Regions from separate parts of the Sus scrofa genome. Here region 2 is linked to region 1. Evidence: chromatin contacts called from public promoter capture Hi-C data. All regions are on one chromosome and are shown on one strand. Each heading gives the region's core, a stretch centred on a gene start, on an enhancer-like site or on the middle of the called end of the contact. The rest is flanking DNA. Distances are from core to core; before and after follow the strand shown.

Region 1 (3,487 bases), core at 665-3,164:
CGGTGTCAATGGTTGGAGATATTAACTAGAAATTATTTCAGGATGCAAATGACCTATGTGCAAGTTAAAACCCAACAAAACAGATTTCATCTTAAAATTTGTTAAAATAATGCATTAAGATGCTGTAACTCAAAGCACCCCTACATTTCTGCACTTGCCTTAGTTCAATTAGCACTTCCTCATGGATGGGTATTTTTTAGTATAAAAAAAGAGGTAAAAATGTGCTCTACTCTTCGAGAAATGGCCAACATTAGAACTAAATACTGCATTAAAAAGGAGAAGCACAAAATTACATAACCAGTTTTAACATTATATTCTTCTTGGGCTAGGAATTAAGTCATCCCCACCACCTGACGCGTGTAACCAATCTGCTGAGAGCAGAACAAGCGCCCCTCCTCACCACCCCCTAGAACTGGTCCGAAACAGGATTGAACCGCTTCTAACAAAGGGTGGAAACTTAGAAAAACAAGCTTAGAGTCTCCTATATTTCCACAATGTGACCATTTAAACAATAGATTGGAAATCTCAGGACCCCTTCTCCCTTTGACAACCCTTTATCTCCCTTTTATAACCAAAAATCAAATCCAAATGAGCCGAATACTTTTCAATTCCTTTTGACTGGCTTAGGTTTCATTGAATGCAGTTCCAAAGTTAGGCATGATGCTCAGAAAAAAAAAAATTGACTTTAAATGGCTTCTAAAACCGATTTGAAACATATCATAATGATTGGTATTGTCCTTTAAAATAGAGAAGGCTTGATGTAAATTTCTAAAGGAACTGGAAAGAATAGGGAAAAAACACGTGGGGTGTTCATACCATATGTCAAAATAAGCCACAGAAACCCTTTATCAAAGAACAACAATCAATTCTCTAAAGTCTTTGAGTGTCAATATTAAAAATGAAGTACACCCATTAACCCACTTAAAAATGTTATTTCATTTCTTCATTGAGGCTTAATTTTTAAGATCTAAGGTTCCACAGAACAAGGAAAAAATCTAATATTGGACTGCAGCTTTTAGCAATTCATTTGAAAACGTATCAGTAAAATTACTGCCTCGGATTTAAGCAGAATTTATAAGGTGGAAATAGACTGCAAGCGCGTATGGCACAGATCAAGCCGGGTATAGAGGTAGTTGAATAAGTGCAGTTTGCAGTCACTTTGCAGATGCCTGCATGCATTATGGCTTAACACACGATGAAAGTCAAGGAGAATTCAAATCTTGGCTAACTTTGCTAACATTTATCAAACTGCTATATTTTATGCTAGGAGTAACATTACATTAATTCAGAGAAATTGAACAGATACTTTCCCAAAGAAAATAGGTGTAATAATTTCTGAATAATGTAAAAACTTACCTCTTTCGTGTCCAATTAAGATGTCTTTATGATTGAAATATTCTACTTCTTCAGTGTAATTCTGTGTGTAGGCAGTATTGGAGCCGGCGTTTCTCGATTCGGTCCAGCGTACTTTCGCATGTCCTCTTGCATGAATTTTAAGAGATTTTACTCTGATTTCCCCAGTAACTTCTAAATTCACCCTTCCTGAGACTGTATCCCCACTGGAATACACAGGGACATTGCTGTCATTAAGACAGTCAAAGCTTATTGTCAAACTCTTTACCTTTCCCAGCACCATGTTTGTAACAAAATCTATAAAAAATATAATGTAAGACAAAAAAAAGTCAAGAACACATATAAAATGTGATCTTCACTTAACACTGATCGATGTCTTTGCCGTGCAAAAAGCTTACAGGCAGGATCAGTGATTCTTTACAAACAGTTCATTGAGATTTCTTAAAAAGTCAAGGCAGCAGAGAGGCTGCTGCTCCTCGCTCCTGCTAGTCTCAGTGGTCTCCTTACAAAGACGGGCGGCTGGAACCTGCCAGCTCACTTTAAGAGCAGCTTTGTGAAAAACAACCCCAGGGCGCATGCGCACGCCGCGGCTGCTGTCGCCCTCCCTGCGCGCCCCCTCCCGCGCCGGGCTCGCTCCCTGGCTCGCTCGCTCGCGGGTACAGTAGGTGTACAACCAAGGAAGACGGCAGTGGGGCTGCCGGGAGGCCGAACCTGACTTCTCTTCATTGTGGGTTCCTATTGGTAGGCAGGCTACCGTAAACCCTCGACGTGCTATCTGGAGTCCCTTATCGAGCATACTCCGGCAGAAAGATAATGGCCGAGGGGGCACTGGGGGACAAGGTTGGGTGGGGAACTGTTTGCAAAGCCAAGTAAAGACAAACTGATGAGTGACCAAGCCGGGAGAGTGCGTTACCGGCGCTGTAGGGGTTTGCCCATTCCCCGGAGGGAAGGAAGCAAAAGTGATGTGTGTAGAGAGATGGGGGAAGGGAAGAAACCGGTTGGGCAAGGGCTGCTGAGCATAATCTAATGAATTTCAAAAGAAAATGTAATAAAAACTAGAGAAGCAATGATATTCACGGACAAGAGCATTCTTGGCCTGCACTGTTTGTTTGTTTATTTAAACCAGTGCTTTGTAGGCAGTGAAGAAATGAGCTCTGTGGAGGCCAAATCCAGACTAAAAGAGAATACTACACGGAGCAAGGAAGAGAAGCAAAAAAATGTACTCAGTATGTTTTGCTTTCTCTTCTCTTAATTCGATAGCAATGAAAAGCAACCAGGTTGTTTGCATGATGACATCAGGGGAAAAAAGGTTTGACCACTTCCTCGAAGAAAGAAAAAAGTCCTTTTTTGAGATACCACCTACAGCTAGATTTGCAGGGTATGACATGATTACAACTCCTGTGTCCAAAGGATTAAGAATAGAGTTCGGCCTAAAAAGTACTACCTTATAAAAGGCTGCATCACTGCGTTTTAGCTGACGTAATGTTTACAACAGGATTGAAAAATTTTTGTTAGAAGTTAGTGAGGCGCAGAAGATGGTTCTTTAAGAGAGAATTTGTTATATAAATAGGGCTTAATTCTGTAAAGTTTTAATTTTAACTTTCAGCCTTGGACTGTTCAACCCAGTAATTCTCATAATACATCTATCTTAAGGACAGATACATTTGTCTCTTTATTGTGAACGTTTTGATAGCAAATAACAATGCTTTCATAAAAATCACTGGGATTCAAGGCATAACAGCATAAACCTATATAGATTTTTTGCATTCAACAAAATTGCTTATAGAAGAGAAATATAGGAAGAAAAAATAGTACTCTGGAACTGTATGTGTGTGTGTGTGCGTGTGTGTATATATATATATATATAAGCAAATACACTTTGGAAGATTTTTGGCTGTCCATGTCTAAGCCATTTTAGTTTCTTTGTGCAGTATATTTGGGTAGGTTGAACCAGTGTGTCACAGCACACTAAGCTCATTGGTCTTGCTGGGTTTGTTTGTTTTTTGGGAGGGGGGAGAAACTAAATTTTATTTAGTTGGATCTTAGTTGAAAAGGCAGTATCTTGGAGTCAAGAGCTTTATACAGATTATAAATATGCAGACTATTTAGACAGTTAATTGGCAGGATATTTATC
Region 2 (3,487 bases), core at 669-3,168, 2.0 Mb after region 1:
AGAAGCACACCCCCCTCCCTCACTTTCTCTCCTCCTCTCTACGCCATTCCCGTCTGTAGGTAGCTAAGGGGGGGGGGAGAAAGAAAGGAAAAGAGGAGGGGGGAGGGGCTCTCCAACCAATGGCGTGCGGGAGGCTTGGCTAACCTTAGCCTCCCATTTTCTCTCCCCCCCGATTCAGGGCTCTGACCAGTCAGTCGCCTTTGATTATCAGTTGCCAGCAGCCCTTCTCTTGGCTCCTTGACACGAGCTCCATATAAGGCAGCGATCTCCATAGAAACGTGTCAGTTTCAATAGTAGTGTCAAAGTTCACTATATACAGACATTCGCGCAGATCCCCCTTTCGGAAACACTGCTCTGCGAGTCCTCCCGTTTAAACGCATTCAATTTTGGGGTCTCTCTCTTCTCTCTCTCTCTCTCCCTCTCTCTCTCTCTCCCTCTCTCTCTCTCTCTCTCTCCCTCTCTCTCTCTCTCTCTCTGTCTCTCTCTTCCGCCTCTCTCTTTCAATCTCTCTCTTTTTTCCCCCTCTCTCTCTCCTCTTTCCCTTTTCTTACATATTCTATTAGTTGTTTCCACCGTATTCTTCTTCTTTCCTTTTTCTCCCTCCTCCTTGTCTCTTTTACTCCATTCCTGCAGAGGAGTGAGGGCTAAACTTAAGGGAAAAAAAAAAAAAAAAGAGGAGGAGGAGGAGGCACCCCCTTCGTATTCTTCTTATCGTTATTTTATACATATATGATTTTTTTTGGAGGGAGGGTGTTGGTTCCCGGCTGAAGAGCACTTATTTAAAATACTAAAAAAAGAACATTTTTGGGCGATCTCCAGGGTTTTTTTAACTAGCTCTGTGTGTTATAGCAGAAGAAGCAGAAGAAGGAGCAAGAAAGAGGAAAAGAAGAGGATTATTTATTCGACCTACTTTGGATGTCTCTTTCGCTTTTTTTTTTTTTTTTTTTTTTTTGCAATTCTTTTTCTTCTGATTTTTATTTTTTCTATTTCGCTGTGAAATCGTCGCCGGCGTGAATTATCTCGTATTTTTTTCTCCCTCTGTCACCTCCCGAAAGAAGAAGGCAGCGAGAGCCCGGCGCCACCCGCACAACAAAAAGAGCAAAGTGTGTGATCCTCCTCGCTGGCTGCCTTCTGCTCTCCAGCGCTGCCTTCCTGAATGGCTGGCTGCGTCCGGCCCTGGACCTGGCCCCCCGACACCAGCGCGCCCTGATCGCCGCCGGCAGCCTCGCCCCGCGCCCTGCTCGGCTCACCGCGCTCCCCTCAATCCCGAGCCCAGCGAGGGCTCCCGCCGGGACAGCGGCGGCGGTGCGGGCGGCCCCGACCTGGGCTCGCGCTCCTCTGGCTGCAGCCCCGACTCCAGCTCGGACTCCGGCCCGGGCCCGGGCTCCTCCAGCGGCGCTCGGCGCTGCAGCTGAGGCGGCAGCTCCAGAGGCGCCGGCAGCCGCGACCTCCTCCTCCTCCGCCGCCGCCGCCGCCCTCGCCCGCTTCCTCTATGTCTGCTCCGCCGGCGCGCAGCGCGTAGCCCGAGCGGCCGGCAGGCGGGCGGGCGCCCGGCGCGGGTGAGCGAGTGTGTGTGCCAGTGTGTGTGTGCGCGGGGGTGCGGGCGAGGCGGAGGGTGAGTGTGTGCGCGCGCCGTGGCCCATGCCCGCCGCCCCCGGCGCTGCGCCCCGCGCCGCTCCCGGCTGCCGCCTGTGCCATTTCTGATTTTGCAACTTGGGGAAGAAGAAAAAAGCGAGAGAAGGGAGCTTGGTCGCTGGGGGGGGTGGGGAGGGGGGGAAGGAGAGCGTGGCCCCCCAGGATCAGAGCGCGGGGGGAGCGGGCGAGGGGAGCAGGGGTGTTGGGGGGGGAGCCTGAGAGCCTGGGGGGCTGCAAAAAGAGAGAAAGAAAACAGCAGGAACCACAACAAAACGCCAGCAGGGCGGGCGGGCGCGCAGCAGCAGCGGGGCGGCCGAGGCAGTAGCGGCGGCAGCGGCGGCGGCGGCAGAAGCAGCGGCCAGTGCCCGGCTCGGGCTCCGCTCCCGCGACCCCGGGGCGCCGGGCGGGCCCCCCGCCCCCTCCCCCTCCCCCCTTCCCCTTCCCCTTCCCCTCCCAGCGCGCCCGCGCGCCCCACGGCCCTCGGCGAGCAGCTCGGCTCCCCCCAGCGCTCCCCGGGCCCAAAGATATGGCAATGGTAGTTAGCAGCTGGCGAGATCCGCAGGACGACGTGGCCGGGGGCAACCCCGGCGGCCCCAACCCCGCAGCGCAGGCGGCCCGCGGCGGCGGCGGCGCCGGCGAGCAGCAGCAGCAGGCGGGCTCGGGCGCGCCGCACACGCCGCAGACCCCGGGCCAGCCCGGAGCGCCCGCCACCCCCGGCACGGCAGGGGACAAGGGCCAGGGCCCGCCTGGCTCGGGCCAGAGCCAGCAGCACATCGAGTGCGTGGTGTGCGGGGACAAGTCGAGCGGCAAGCACTACGGCCAATTCACCTGCGAGGGCTGCAAAAGTTTCTTCAAGAGGAGCGTCCGCAGGAACTTAACTTACACATGCCGTGCCAACAGGAACTGTCCCATCGACCAGCATCACCGCAACCAGTGCCAATACTGCCGCCTCAAGAAGTGCCTCAAAGTGGGCATGAGGCGGGAAGGTGAATATTTCTTCTGTGCTTCTCTCCCTGAGCTTCGCCCGCCTCCCCGGCCCTCTTTCTTTCTCTCTCTCCGGCGGGGGTGGCTGCTGTATGAGGCTGGGGCTCCTGCGGTCCCGGCCCGTCCCAGCTTCCCCTGTCCCCGCTGCCTTCCTCCCCCGGCGTCCCCCCCCCTTCTCCCCAGCTCGCTGCCGCTGCCTCCCCCTCCCGGCCTGCGCTCCACTCCCCGGCTCCTCCACCCCGCCCGCTGCCTGCTCAGGATTGAGTCCCTGGGATCGTGAGCTGTGGCTTAAAATCCCCTTCCTCTGTCTTGGATGTGCTCGGTGTGTGTCTCTTTCCCGCGTGTGCGTGAGGATGCTCGGGGCTGTGCTGGCATGTACTTGGGGAGGGGTGCTTTTTCCCCCAGAAAACTCTGTTTCTGTGTTTTTTCATTCCACTTTTCCCTCCACCTCTTCATGCCCTTTATTTAAAATGGGGGAGGGCTGGAGACTGGAGTACTCTGAACCATAGATTCATTACTGCATCATCCTTTTGGAAGCTTAGCTTGGGAAAAGAGGAGTGAGATTTATTGCACTTGTAGGTCTAATTAGGGGGGAAGGGGGGCTTCTGGCCTGTTCACTGGTTCCCTCTCCTCTTCACCGAGCTGGGGCCGCCTCCTCCAGAGCTGTGGCCTTGTTTTCACCCCTCTACTTTGAAAGGAAAGTTTGTGACTGAACCGTGCTTTCATAGTGTGTCATTTTTTTTTAAAGCATGATACTCGTTTTATTTCTTCATCAAACTCCACCCTCTGCTTAAATACTGCATACAAATTACAATTTACAGCGGCATTTACCGATCCTTCTGATTTGGCTATAATGCATAGACTGCAG

The links. Promoter capture Hi-C pulls out the DNA fragments that hold promoters and counts their contacts.
Region 2: a contact with region 1 is called in a promoter capture Hi-C map of liver, with 7 times the contacts expected there. The contact joins the promoter of NR2F1 here to the promoter of ARRDC3 in region 1. A contact is called at or near these places in 1 of 5 promoter capture datasets (liver) and 1 of 2 datasets of contacts at active chromatin or transcription factors (skeletal muscle).

The regions. Positions count from the first base shown.
Region 1 is chr2:98,442,796-98,446,282 of Sscrofa11.1, forward strand. ARRDC3 (arrestin domain-containing protein 3) reads right to left here and starts at 1,915. Exons shown (of 8, transcript XM_003123783.6): 1 at 1,357-1,915. The coding sequence starts at 1,636.
Region 2 is chr2:100,445,743-100,449,229 of Sscrofa11.1, forward strand. It overlaps NR2F1 (COUP transcription factor 1), which reads left to right and starts at 1,919. Exons shown (of 3, transcript XM_003354213.4): 1 at 1,919-2,621. The coding sequence starts at 2,162.